Linked DNA regions of Triticum aestivum: region 1 is linked to region 2. A link is a contact called in public Hi-C data. All regions are on one chromosome and are shown on one strand. The core of a region is the stretch at or near the end of the contact, and the rest is flanking DNA. Distances in the headings are between cores, read along the strand shown. Region 1 holds the start of LOC123145842 (protein DETOXIFICATION 19). Region 2 holds the start of LOC123145840 (filaggrin-2-like).

Region 1 (6,306 bases), core at 2,679-5,178, 230 kb before region 2:
AAGTCCCTGAAACCAAACACCAACTTGATTTCGCGTGGACATCCGATATTCATCCAGCGGCTCCGTGCCATCTTCCTCCTCTAGCCTTCTTTCCACCGGTCGATCTGCAGCGCCCACCAAACCGCCTGCTGGCTGCTGCCACCAACGGCCGGCGGTGCTTCGTCCCCTCCCTCGTCCCTCCACCGGCCTCCTTTTCTGGCGCCGGCAGTCCACTCCACACACCCAACGGTTAAGCCTCGGCGTCCCCTCACCGGTGACGCCACTGCCGCATCGTCGGTCTCCAACTCCGTGTCATTCATGGCTTGACCCGGCCCGGCGCTGACCGAAATGCATTTTTCAGGCAGCTTGCATATGGCAAGCGCGTCGCGGTACTCCATCTCAAAACATTGGCAGAACTACGCAGGCGATCTAACCGAACTTGGACAAATTAAATCAAGAGCGTGCGGTAGCAATAGCAGCATGCAGTAGTACGTACCACGAAGGCGTAGCCGGTGACGGTGGCCCAGGAGTTGCCGAGCGTGGCGCCGGCGAGGTGGACGTCGCCGAGGTGGCCGGAGAACATGACGGACACCAGCGGGATGCCGTAGTAGGACATGTTGGTGAGGACCATGGGCACCGCGAACTGCAGCTGCGCCCACGCCTCCTCCGTGTCGATCAGGCGGCGCAGCCACGCCGGCGGGCACCCGCAGGGCCTCTTCGCCTCGCCGCCCTTGCCGCCGGCGGGCTGGAGCAGCGGGGCCGCCGAGGACATGTCAGCCCCGCGAGCGCGCCGCACGAGAGGGGAGAGGAAGAAGCTCGGGTTAGTTTTGTGGGAGGTGTGTGGTGCCGCCGCCGCCGCCGCCGCCGATGGCGATCAAGAAGATAGCGAGCGATGTGGAGGTTGACCCCGTTTTTCTGTGCGGCGTGGGAAACGGGTGGTGGCGTGGAGAACGGGAGAAGATCGGGCATCGTACTACTACACATTGATTTTGTATTTTTTTATGCTAGGTTGAGTTCGTGCCTTCCTCTGGTAAGTTACAGTACGGTGGCCATCTCCAACGCACATACGCTTGTTCGTAGAGTGTTGAACTCCAACGCTGGTGGCGAATTATAAGCGCTACACGGGAACGCAGCAACAACAGGAAAGAAAATCTGAGTTGGTTAGGGCAACTCAATACAGTGTTCGTCGGCCCATAGTGACGCATTTCAGATTGCGACCGGATTTTATAGAAAATAAAAACATATATAAAGTGCTGCCAAAAGTCTGTTCGTCCATTAATTAAACGTCAAAATATTAATTAAAAACATAAATAAAGTCTAGGTCTAGTCGCTGTCACGCCGTCACCGTTATCCTCGTCGGTGAGGTCAATGTAGACCGGCGCTGGCTATGGATACGGCCACGGTACTACCGCCGGTGTCGACGCGTGCAGTGATGCAGCGGGCGCCTCCTACTACTGTCGCGTCGGCTGCCGCTCGTCCACGCCCACCCACATAGGGTGCATGGCACAAGCTCGGACGTGCACGGGAACATTGATGTCCACAACCACGATTGCCCCACCAGTGTTCACCACTGCTGCTCGGGCTCAGATGCGGGCGCGGATGGGGGCATGACGACCTGCACTCCGGCCGATTCGGCCAGTGCCAGCCACAGGCCAGGCCACCTGGCGAGCTCCTAGAGCTCGAAGGCTTCGACGGTCTCCTATAGGACTCTACAACCTCCTCGTCATCCTCCTCCATCACCAGCTGTGGTGCTAGAGCGTGCGCGCATTGCACGAGGCCCACCCTCGAAGCACAACCAGCGGCGCTCGTTGTGCTTGTCGTTGAACAACATGACCTAGTGCGTGGACTCCATTGCGGACGCCTGGTCGTCCCGGTGATCGGTCAGGAGCTGAGCACAACGACATGGATCTCCGCCTCCTGCGCGCAACTTGTGGCCGGCACCAGCAACACTGGGACCATATCCGGGTTCAAATGCTAGCCGTGCGACAGATTGACATCTGGCTGGGGCACCGGGATGGCATTCTCCCAATAGTGCCGGCGTTGGTGGACAGGCGCGTAGATGCGGTCGAGCGCCGGCGTCACAGCTAATGTTCAAGAAATCGTTAACGGGTAGCTGCTCGATCGGTTTAGGAGTAGCGACTAATCGATGAATCGGCTTATTAACTGGATTAATCAATCGACCATTAATCGGTAGATTGAATAGGAACTTGCCAATATATATCTTGATTTTTTTATATATTATATCATACTCTCATGCTCCCAACTATGTAGTATGCCAAAACATGTTGCCGTACACATATGGAAATCATAGAGAAGGTAAAATTATTAATCCTAGCTATTAAGAAGCTAGACAGGGTTGGAAGGGGGTTACGGTACAAAAATGTGGGTTTTGTTTGCCCACCCGTTAATGGGCCAGTAGAGATTAATCGACCTGACAACTGATTAATCGGTCTAACTGGCCAATTAATCGGCCTGACAAGTTAACGCAATGAGTAGATGCTATTCGATTCGGCCACGCCATGAATAGCGATTAACTGACACATTAACTGATTAATCGGGTGAATTCTTAAACAATGTTCACAGCATTCCGCGGGGTCAAGGCAAAGGTCGTCACGCGGCGGCATCCTGAGGAGGACCCGGCCTCGTGGTCGTGCTCTCCAGGCATGCGCTTCCAGAACAAGAATGACATGTGTCGGTTCATGCGAACACCGCCTCCTCTTCCAGGAAGAAAACAAAGAAAAGGTCGGCATCACATGTGTGTTCTCACGCGTATATTCATATATCTGGTGTACTCAACGTACTCCAGCTAGTAATATCCTTATACCTGGTTACTGATATGGTACTGCACGTATTCCATTAAATTCATATTAGTAATATCTTATCTCATCATTGGTAATATCTTATCTGATCATTCCAACTAGGGCTCTAGTGCCACGTTTAACTACGCTCTTCTCTCTCTCTCTCCCTCTCCGCCTAAAGAACAATTCAGTGCTACTCCCTTCAATCTGAGGGAGTAGTGGATTTCATGTGGACGTCTGATATCCATCCAACGGCTCCGTGTCATCTTCCTCTTCTAGCCCTCGTTCCACACCGGTCCGATCTCTGATGCAGCGCCCACCAAATCGCCTGCTGCATGCCACCTGCCAACGGCCGACGGTGCTTCGCCCCGGCCTTCCCTCTACCAAAGCCGCCCTCCCTCGTCGCTCCACCATCCTTCTTTTCTGGCGCCGGCAGTCCACCACACCCACCGCCCCAACGGTTAAGCCTCGGACTCCACACGCTGCCGCATCGTCGATCTCCAACTCCGTGTCATTCACGGGTTGACCCCGCGCGCTCGCTGCTGTCCATCGCGACGTCCCTGTTCTCGCCTAGGAGGTTTTGAAATCGGCTGACCGATATGTATTTTCAGGTAACTTGCATATGGCAAACGCGTCGCTCTCGCACTGCCAAGGCGAATGATACGCGATCACACAGCGTCTGAAGGGGCCGGTGTGATTAATGCGCCATCTAATGATCGAACTTGGACGAATCAAGAGTGTGTGGACGTGTGGTAGCACTAGCAGCATGCAGTAGTACGTACCACGAAGGCGTAGCCGGTGACGGTGGCCCAGGAGTTGCCGAGCGTTGAGCCGGCGAGGTGGACGTCGCCGAGGTGGCCGGAGAACATGACGGACACCAGCGGGATGCCGTAGTAGGACATGTTGGTGAGGACCATCGGCACCGCGAACTGCAGCTGCGCCCACGCCTCCTCCGTGTCGATCAGGCGGCGCAACCACGCCGGCGAGCAGGGCTTCGCCTCTCCTTCGCCGCCCTTGCCATCGGCGGGCTCGCAGCCACCGAGCAGCAGAGGAGCCGAAGTCATGCCGGCCCGCGCGCGCGCCGCACGAAGAGGGGAGAAGAGGTGGGTTGGTGCCTGTGGCGATCAACGGGATAGCGATGTGGAGATTGGCGGGCAAGCCGCCTTCACCCTGTATTTGTGTCTAGTGGCTGCGGCGTGTGGAACGCGTGGTGGTGGAGACATGCGTGGTGCAGATCCTACACATTAATTAATTTTGGATTTTTCTTAGGTGTAATCAACATTTAATGCTCCAGTGTTAGGACCGTGCGAGAGTGTGCTCCTACCACTACTCGACCCGTTTTTCGCGACGTGTGAGGTAGTGGTGATCTTGAGATGTAGATCAGGGATTTCGCTGAGAATAGGAATGATGTGGTTGTTAATCCAGTCGCTGGCACACTCATTGCAAGAGGCGTACGACTTCTGCAATTGGAGACCGTTTTGGGATCCGTTTTGTTTGTGCCCGCTGAGTGTTCATTGGGAGAAATGCATGCAAGAAATTATGGTTGCGCGGCATGCCCCTATGTCTGTCTCGCCGGATATGTACCGATGAATTTACTAAATGGAAGAGGATGCATATGGTATAATTCTAATAAATTGGAAATCTTGGCAAGGTAAGGAAATCTCCAACGCGGACCCTCAAAACGTCCGCAAACACTTTAAGAAAAAGGGTTTCCCCCACTTTGTATTACAAAGCAACCATCCGATACAACCAACGATAGGGGCTGGGGCGGAAGCAGCACAAACACGCCCAAAAAAAAGAAAGAGAAAAAAGAAAAGAAACAAATGCCGATAACGGCGGCGACGAAGGCTCGTGACCGCTGCGACCACCGGAGATCGCTCACTAAGCTCCGAGACTCCGAAGCGCCGGTGCCAATCAACACCTCCAAGAAGGGACGCGACGATGACGACGCTGCTGTCAGGGGTTTCCCCCGGTACGCGGCGAGGAGAGAGGAAGGGTAGCCCCGACGCCCTCTAGGAAGGTCCGGCGGCACCCTCAGGCGCCACCGCGTCGGTGTCGGCCAAGCCAACAGGGATTTCTCCCGATCCCAGCCTCTACCTCAGGCACTTCGGAGCTCGCCACCAAACCGACCACCACCCTGCGCCAACACGGACACGAAGCTTCCCACGCTGTCTCACCACGGCACCGCGAAGATGGTCTGCACAACGAAGAAGAGGAGCCGGGACTAGGGCAGCAGCACCGTCAGCATACGGGAGGGCCCCACCTCCACCGTCCACGATGGTAGCCGACCGGACGCCATAGCAGGAGCCTACCGGGCCCGTGGCCCCACAGGCCCGACCGGGCCCTCGAAGGCCCGGACAGCTCCCGCCTTCGCGCAGCAGCTGGCACGCCGTCGGCGTCGCCGTCCCAGTCCAAACCGCTCCCCTACCTCCCCATACAGAGAGCGTTGCGGTCGCACCGGAGCCGACCCGCAAGGACCCAGAAGGGACCCTACGGGCCCAGATCTGGGCCGGGGACGGGCCACCGGCTAGCCAGCACCACCGGACTGCCCCGCCACCAAGAGGCAGCACCACCACGGCGAGCGCCGCCGGCCTCCGCACGAGGACGCCGGACCACCACCGACCGAGGCGCACCGCCGCCGGCCATCACCGCCCGAGCAGGGGAGGGCCGCGCGCGGGGAAGGACATGCCCGCCGCCGCCAGCACCACGCGGCCGAGGACCGGCGGCACACGCTGATGGCAGCGGGAGGAGGGAGGGCCGCGGGGGAACGCTGGAGGAGCGCGGAGGAAGGGCCCCCGGCCGCCTCGCTCGGGGAGGCGGCCCGGGGGAACGGGGGAGTGGAGGGGTGGGGGAGGAGAAGGGAAAGGGGAGGGGGAAGGGGCTGGCGGCTCCGCGCGGGGGAGCCGGCGACAACGGCGGCGGGGGAACCCTAGGGGCGGGGGAGCGGGCCAACGTCCGCAAACATTCGGACCGAGTGTTTGGACGCGGCCGCAAACATTTGCATGTCATCCAACGAGGACCCGTATTTAACCGTAGACACATCCGCGTGCCCTTTTTTCAATAGATCGGAAGCATATCAGGAGGGCTTTGCAAGAGTTCGGACCTCCGGTACGTAGGACTCTGTTGCTGAGTGTTCATTGGAAGAAATGCATGCAATAAATTATTGTTGCGCGATATGTCTCCCCGAATATGTATCCCCGGTATAAAACAATAGCGCTTGTTGGGAGGCAACCCAATAGTTATCTTAATTTTCTTGTTTATTTTTCAGTTTTTTAATAAACACACAATTATGCTACTTTTATAATTGTGCTTTTTAAGTTTTAGTTAGTGGTTGTGCCAAGCAAAGCCTTTAGGATAGTTTGAATGATAGTTGACTTGATTCTGTTAAAAAATAGAAACATTTGCGCCCAGTTTTAGAATTTTGTAAATCCATAGAAATGTGATTTTTCTTTGAATTGCTTACACATAATTTATATACAAATTTTCCACGTTGTCCTAATTTTTTTTAGAATTTTTAGAGTTACAGAAG
Region 2 (5,895 bases), core at 1,787-4,286:
TGAAAAAATGGACGGGCGCAGCAACGTGCGCCGTCATGATCTGGCAGGCATCATAGCATACATACATGGGTTAAAGCAGAAGGAAATTTGCACGACAATGTTAAAAAAAAAACTGTGAACACATGTTGTCCATGAAAACTTAAACCAAGATACATTCGCTTCTCTGAACCAGACTCAATCAATTTATATGCGGTGGAGTATTATTCTGCAAAGGTAGCGGCCGTAGGCAGACCGGGCTTAGTTCAGTCCAGGCAGCTTCTCCATGATCTTGTCCATGAGGCTCTTCTTCTCACCGGCCCCGTCGGTGCCGTGTGTCCCAGTACCAGTTGTTACGTTGTGTCCTTGCTGCCCACCGTCGGTGGCCGTGGTGCCATGCATCTCCGTGCCGGTCATTCCAGTGTGTCCATCCTGCCCGTAGGTGCCAGCAGTATGCTGGTGGTCATCGTGGCCAACGGGGAGCTTCTCCTTGATGTTCTCCATGGCATCCTTCTTCTTGTCGATGCCGTCGGTGCCCTGTGTTCCCTTATCGGTCACTCCGGTGTGTCCGTGCTGCCCGTAGGTGCCGCCGGTGGACGGGGTGCCATGCGTCGCTGTGTCGGTGTGTCCTTGCTGCCCGTAGGTGTCACCGGTCTGCTGGCGGTCATTCTGGCCCCCGGGGAGCTTCTGATTGGTGTTCTCCATGATGCTCTTCTTCTCGCCTGTGCCGCCAGAGCCGTACGCCTTTGTGTCGGTCACTCCAGTGTGTCCGTGCTGCCCATAGGTGCCGTCGGTGGCCGGGGTGTCATGCGTCCCCGTGCCGGCGTGGCGCTCGTCGGTGCGAACAGTCTGCGGGTGGTCGTCATGGCCGTCGGGGAGCTTCTCCTTGAGGTTCTCCATGACACCCTTCCTCTCGTCGGTGTCGTGTGACACTCTGCCGGTCATTCCGGTGTGTCCCTGCTGACCATCTATGCCGTCTGTGGCCGTGGTGCTATGCATCCCGATTCCAGTCATTTCGGTGTCTTCCTGGCTCCCGTAGGTGCCACCAGTCTGTTGGTGGTCACCATGGCCACCAGGGAGCTTCTCCTTGATGTTCTCCATGGCGCCCTTCTTCTCGCCGGTGCCATATGTCCCCGTGTCGGTTATCCCGGTGTGTCCCTGCTGCCCGTAGGTGTCGCCGGTGGCAAGGGTGCCATGTGTTGCAGTGTCGGTGTGTCGCTGCTGCCCATAGGTGTCACCGGTTTGCTGGCGATCATCGTCGCCACCGGGGAGCTTGGCCTTGATGTCCTCCATGACGCCCTTTTTCTCGTTGTTGCCGTGCGTCCCCCAGCCGGTCATTTCGGTGTGTCCCTGCTCGCCATAGGTGTCGCCCGTGGCTGAGGCGCCATGCATCGCCGTGCCGGTTTGTGCCTGCTGACCGTAAGTGCCACTGGTGTGCTGGTGGTCTTTGTCGCCGCTAGGCAGCTTGTCGTTGATGTTCTTCATGATGCCCTTCTTCTCGCCGGTGTCGATGCCGTGCATCCTCGTGCCAGTGGCTCCGGTGTGTCCGTGCTGCCCGTAGGCACCATCGGTGGCCGGGGCGCCATGTGTCCCCGTACCGATGATTCCTTGCTGCACAGTGGTGTTGCCAGTGGCTAATGCGCCATGCGTCGCCGCATCGGTGTGTCCCTGCTGCCCGTAGGTGCCACCAGTCTGTTGGTGGTCCCCGTGGCCACCAGGGAGCTTGTCATTGATGTTCTCCTTGACGCCCTTCTTCTCTCCCGTGTCGGCGCCATGCAGCCCCGCCCCAATGGCCCCGGTGTGTCCGTGCTGCCCGTAGGCACCATGGATGGCAGGGGCGCCATGTGTCCCCGTACCAGTGTTTTCTTGCTGCCCATAGGTGCCACTGGTGGCTGTGGGGCCATGCGTCGCCACATCGGTGTGTCCCTGCTGCCCGTAGGTGCCACTTGTCTGCTGGTGGTTCCCATGGCTAGCAGGGAGCTTGTCATTGATGTTCTCCATGACGTCCTTCTTCTCGCCCGTGTTGGTGCCGTGCATCCCCGTGCCGGTGGCCCCGGTGTGTCGGTGCTGCCCATAGGCACCATCGGTGGCCGGTACGGCATGTGTCCCCGTACCGGTGTTTCCCTGCTGCCCATACGTGTCATCGATGGCTGAGGTGCCATGCGTCACCGTAGCGATGTGTCCCTGATGGCCGTAGGTGCCAGCAGTTTGCTGGTGGTCCCCATGGCCACCAAGGAGTTTGTCATCAATGTCCTCCACGTCACCCTTCTTCTCACCCGTCTCGACGCCGTGCATCCCCGTCCCGGTGGTCCTGGTGTGTCCGTGCTTCCCGTAGCCACCATTGGTGGCAGGGGCGCCATGTGTCCCCGTACTGGTGTTTCCCTCCTGGCCATAGGTGTCGCCGGTTGCTGAGGCGCCATGCGGTTCCGCGGCCGTGTGTCCCTTCTGCCCGTAGGTGCCACCAGTCTGCTGGTGGTCCCCATGGCCACCAGGGAGCTTGTCGACGTCCTTCTTCTCGCTGGTGTCGGTGCCGTGAATCACCGTGTCGGTGGACCCAGTGTGTCCGTGCTGCCTGGAGGCACTATCGGTGGCCGGGGCGCCATGTGTCTCCATACCGGTGTTTCCCTGCTGGCCATAGGTGCCGCCGGTAACTGAGGCGCCATGCGTCGCCGCGGCAGTCTGCCCCGGTTGACCGTAGGTGCCACCAGTCTGCTGGTGGTCCTCGTGGTCACCAGGGAGCTTGTCATTGATATTCTCCATGACGCCCTTCTTCTCGCCGGTGTCGGCATCGTGCATCCCCGTGCCGGTGGCTCCGGTGTGTCCGTGCTGCCCGTAGGCACCATCGGTGGCCGGGGTGCCATGCGTCCCCGTAGTGGTGTGTCCCTGCTGCCCGTGGGTGGCAGCGGCCTGCTGGTGATCACCGTGGCTGCTGGAGAGCTTCGCCTTGATCTTGCTCATGATGCTCTTCTTCTCGCCGGTGCCGTGTCCCTGGTGCTCCATCCTGCACCAAACTTGTCACTTGGGAAATCTACTAGTGCTGTTGTTTAGTGTTTACTTGGAGCAGGTGGTTGTGTGAAGCAGGTGCTCCACGAGGCAGTATTTATAGGCCGTTAGAGGATAGACGAAGCACGACGTGTTCTCTCGTGAGTGGATGGGCAGGTGACTGCCGACTAGCCCATAATGAGGGGTGGTCAGATTAACGAATCGCCGTGGCAGGGCGCTACGTGTGCTTGCATGAGTTGGTCGGCAGGTGGCTGCCGACTAGAGGAGCCGGGCCTCGGAAGGCAGCGGGCGCGTCCCGGTCTCCACGTCCCACCTCATTCGTCCTCGTCCGGAAAAAAATGATTCCTCCCCTTTTTCGCTTGCAAAAATGGCATTGTTTGCTTAAGGAGATGCGGATCGGAAGTGTCGGCATGTGACGACAACGAACGTAACTAGACGAAGCATACGAGAGGGCAAGTGCTTTGATTCAAAGAATTTTATAGGATTTTTTTCTCTGTTGGCTACTCGATTCATGGGTTTGAAATGCGTAGTAATTTTCCTTAGAATTCGTTATGCTGGTACTTTCACCATTTCCTTATACAAGACCACAAACTCAGATTACAGGTATCAAGATAAAATTTAATGACTGCTTTGCAAGACAACTTTTTTTTACGTTAATCGTGATCATTAATACATTTGCATGCATGCAAAAAAAGGAACGGGAATGAAGTAGCATACTGTCATTATGACTACATGCATGCAAGTATTAAAACATCATAAATTTTTATCTCGATTACTGTTAGTGGCCTTATATAGATGCGACATGTATTTTTCATAATAGCCTTGTATAAAGGAATGAAGGAAGTATCAAACACTACTTTATCCGAATTCTCCTAGTTTTCTAATTCGGTGGGATTCGAGATGACATGTCACTATAATCCTTGATTTTTTTTCTATCACCGCATTTTGAGAATCAAAGAGGCATTGGTTTGGCGCCCCAACCTAGCAACTCACCCGTCCCACCTGCTCCCTCCTTCCCATCGCCGTAGGACGCCGTGAGACAAAACACGTGGGTGCCATGCTTTTTCATGGCGTGGCATGCGGTATGTGGTCACATTGGCGTGGGATATGGTCTGGTGGCCATCGTTGGTGCGGGCAGTGGCGAAGCTATGTGCAATGTTGAGGGGGCCGCCACCCCCCCCCCCCACCCCAGCCATACCATATTTGCTGAAGGAAAAAAAATAAGAGGCTTAAATTAAGAAGATTGTTGTCATTTGGCCGCTTCAAAAGTGCATATTTTCACTTTGCCCCCCCCCCCTTTGATTCCCCGCTAGCTCCGACACTGGGTGCGGGATACTTTCTCTGATGGCGCAGCGACACATGCGAGCTAGTGCATGACCAACATGGACGTGAGTACACGAGCGGTTACTTGTTCGAGCTGCGTGCAAGAGGAGGACGACCACAACAATGCGAGGTAGATCATGGACGGTGTGTCCGCTCCGGATCTTTGAAATTCAAAACGTTAACTTTCCGAATTTGTACTTTCAAAAATAAATTTCAGAAATCTTGACTTTCATTTTTTTCTTTTAAAACACTTTGAACTTTCAAAATTATTTTGAAATTTCAAACTTATATAATTTTGTAAACTATCATGCGAAAAAGACTAGAAAACTAGCATCCTTTGTGGGGTATTTTTGTGACTTCCAACATTGATTCAACATGGTTATTATTTATTAAACTCGATTTGGAATGTTCATATTATTGATGTACATGATGCATAATAACAAATGCAAAATTATACTCGAAAAGTAATACCTGAGGTGCCGATGTAGCTGTAATTTCATTTGTGGAAGCAATACTCGAGGTGTCGAGGAAAACTGTGCTAGAATACAATAGAGGAATTACTTGAGGTTGACTCTAGTAAAATTAATATGTATGTACGTTTATTATCATGGTGGAAGAGTTGGGTTCATTTTGCATGGTTAGTTCTGCAAGGTGTTGACCCACATGCTCGGATTGGAACTTAATCTCATATACGCAATGTGATCATGCACATAACTCGCACATGTATGCTAGAGACTATAATATTAGACTCATAGAACTGTCGTGTTGAATCATGGTCCATGACATAACTCAGGTCATCCATACTTTTGTGGCAGAAATATAGTCCATAAATAGGTTCCTACCCTCTAGGCTTAATATGCAATTGTTAGCGGTGCCACAAATAAGATGAATTCAAGGGTAGACCACATAACCCACAATCCAGCACCACCATGTGACAGACAACTGAAGCACATTGTGCAGTGGGAAAACTTGTGTATCCCAACATGTCGGTTACCACTTCTACCGGTCATAGGACGTGAGAGACTCACGTGGCGCCTTTAAGAGAAATTCTATGAGAGTGGCTATATATGACCGATCGCCATAATAACCTCTATTATGGCAACTTTGGTCAAAAAAGCCCTCTGGCAAAGTTTCCTTCTTGTCAGGGATCGTCATATTTTATGGAGTGCCCTCCATATCTACCATGTCATATATGGTGTCTCGGGGCTACCTTTTGGAGCATGCTCCATATGAAAGTTACGTCTCGTTTGTGTGGTGGGAAGGAAACTTTAGGTGCCCCCCACCTCACATGGGATTGCAAGAAGGTTGGAAAAAAATGTCCCATTGATGAGTGGGTCCCATGACTACAGAGGCACAAATATGAGGATTCTGACTTTGCGATTTTCCTCGGTGACCTCCATAATTCATATGGAGCGCGCTGTCGATATAGAGGCTGCAAATATGACTACTTTGCTAGAGCTTGTCTAAGAAAAAGGTGCTTGCGTGTGCTAGCCAATAGACATATCCATGGTTGTGAGAATCGCGGTTCTGTTATACGATTTTACCATCCAAACTAACCCATCCAATTTTGCGATTTTAGTTCATAAAATCTAC

The links. A called contact is a pair of places that touch in the nucleus more often than the background predicts.
Region 1: a Hi-C map of leaf shows a contact between it and region 2, with 3 times the contacts expected there. The contact joins the promoter of LOC123145842 here to the promoter of LOC123145840 in region 2. A contact is called at or near these places in 2 of 5 Hi-C or Micro-C datasets (leaf and root).

The regions. Positions count from the first base shown.
Region 1 is chr6D:456,667,761-456,674,066 of IWGSC CS RefSeq v2.1, reverse strand. LOC123145842 (protein DETOXIFICATION 19) reads right to left here and starts at 3,928. Exons shown (of 7, transcript XM_044565348.1): 1 at 3,560-3,928. The coding sequence starts at 3,841.
Region 2 is chr6D:456,440,806-456,446,700 of IWGSC CS RefSeq v2.1, reverse strand. LOC123145840 (filaggrin-2-like) reads right to left here and starts at 3,036. Exons shown (of 1, transcript XM_044565345.1): 1 at 1-3,036. The coding sequence starts at 2,976. The coding sequence ends at 238.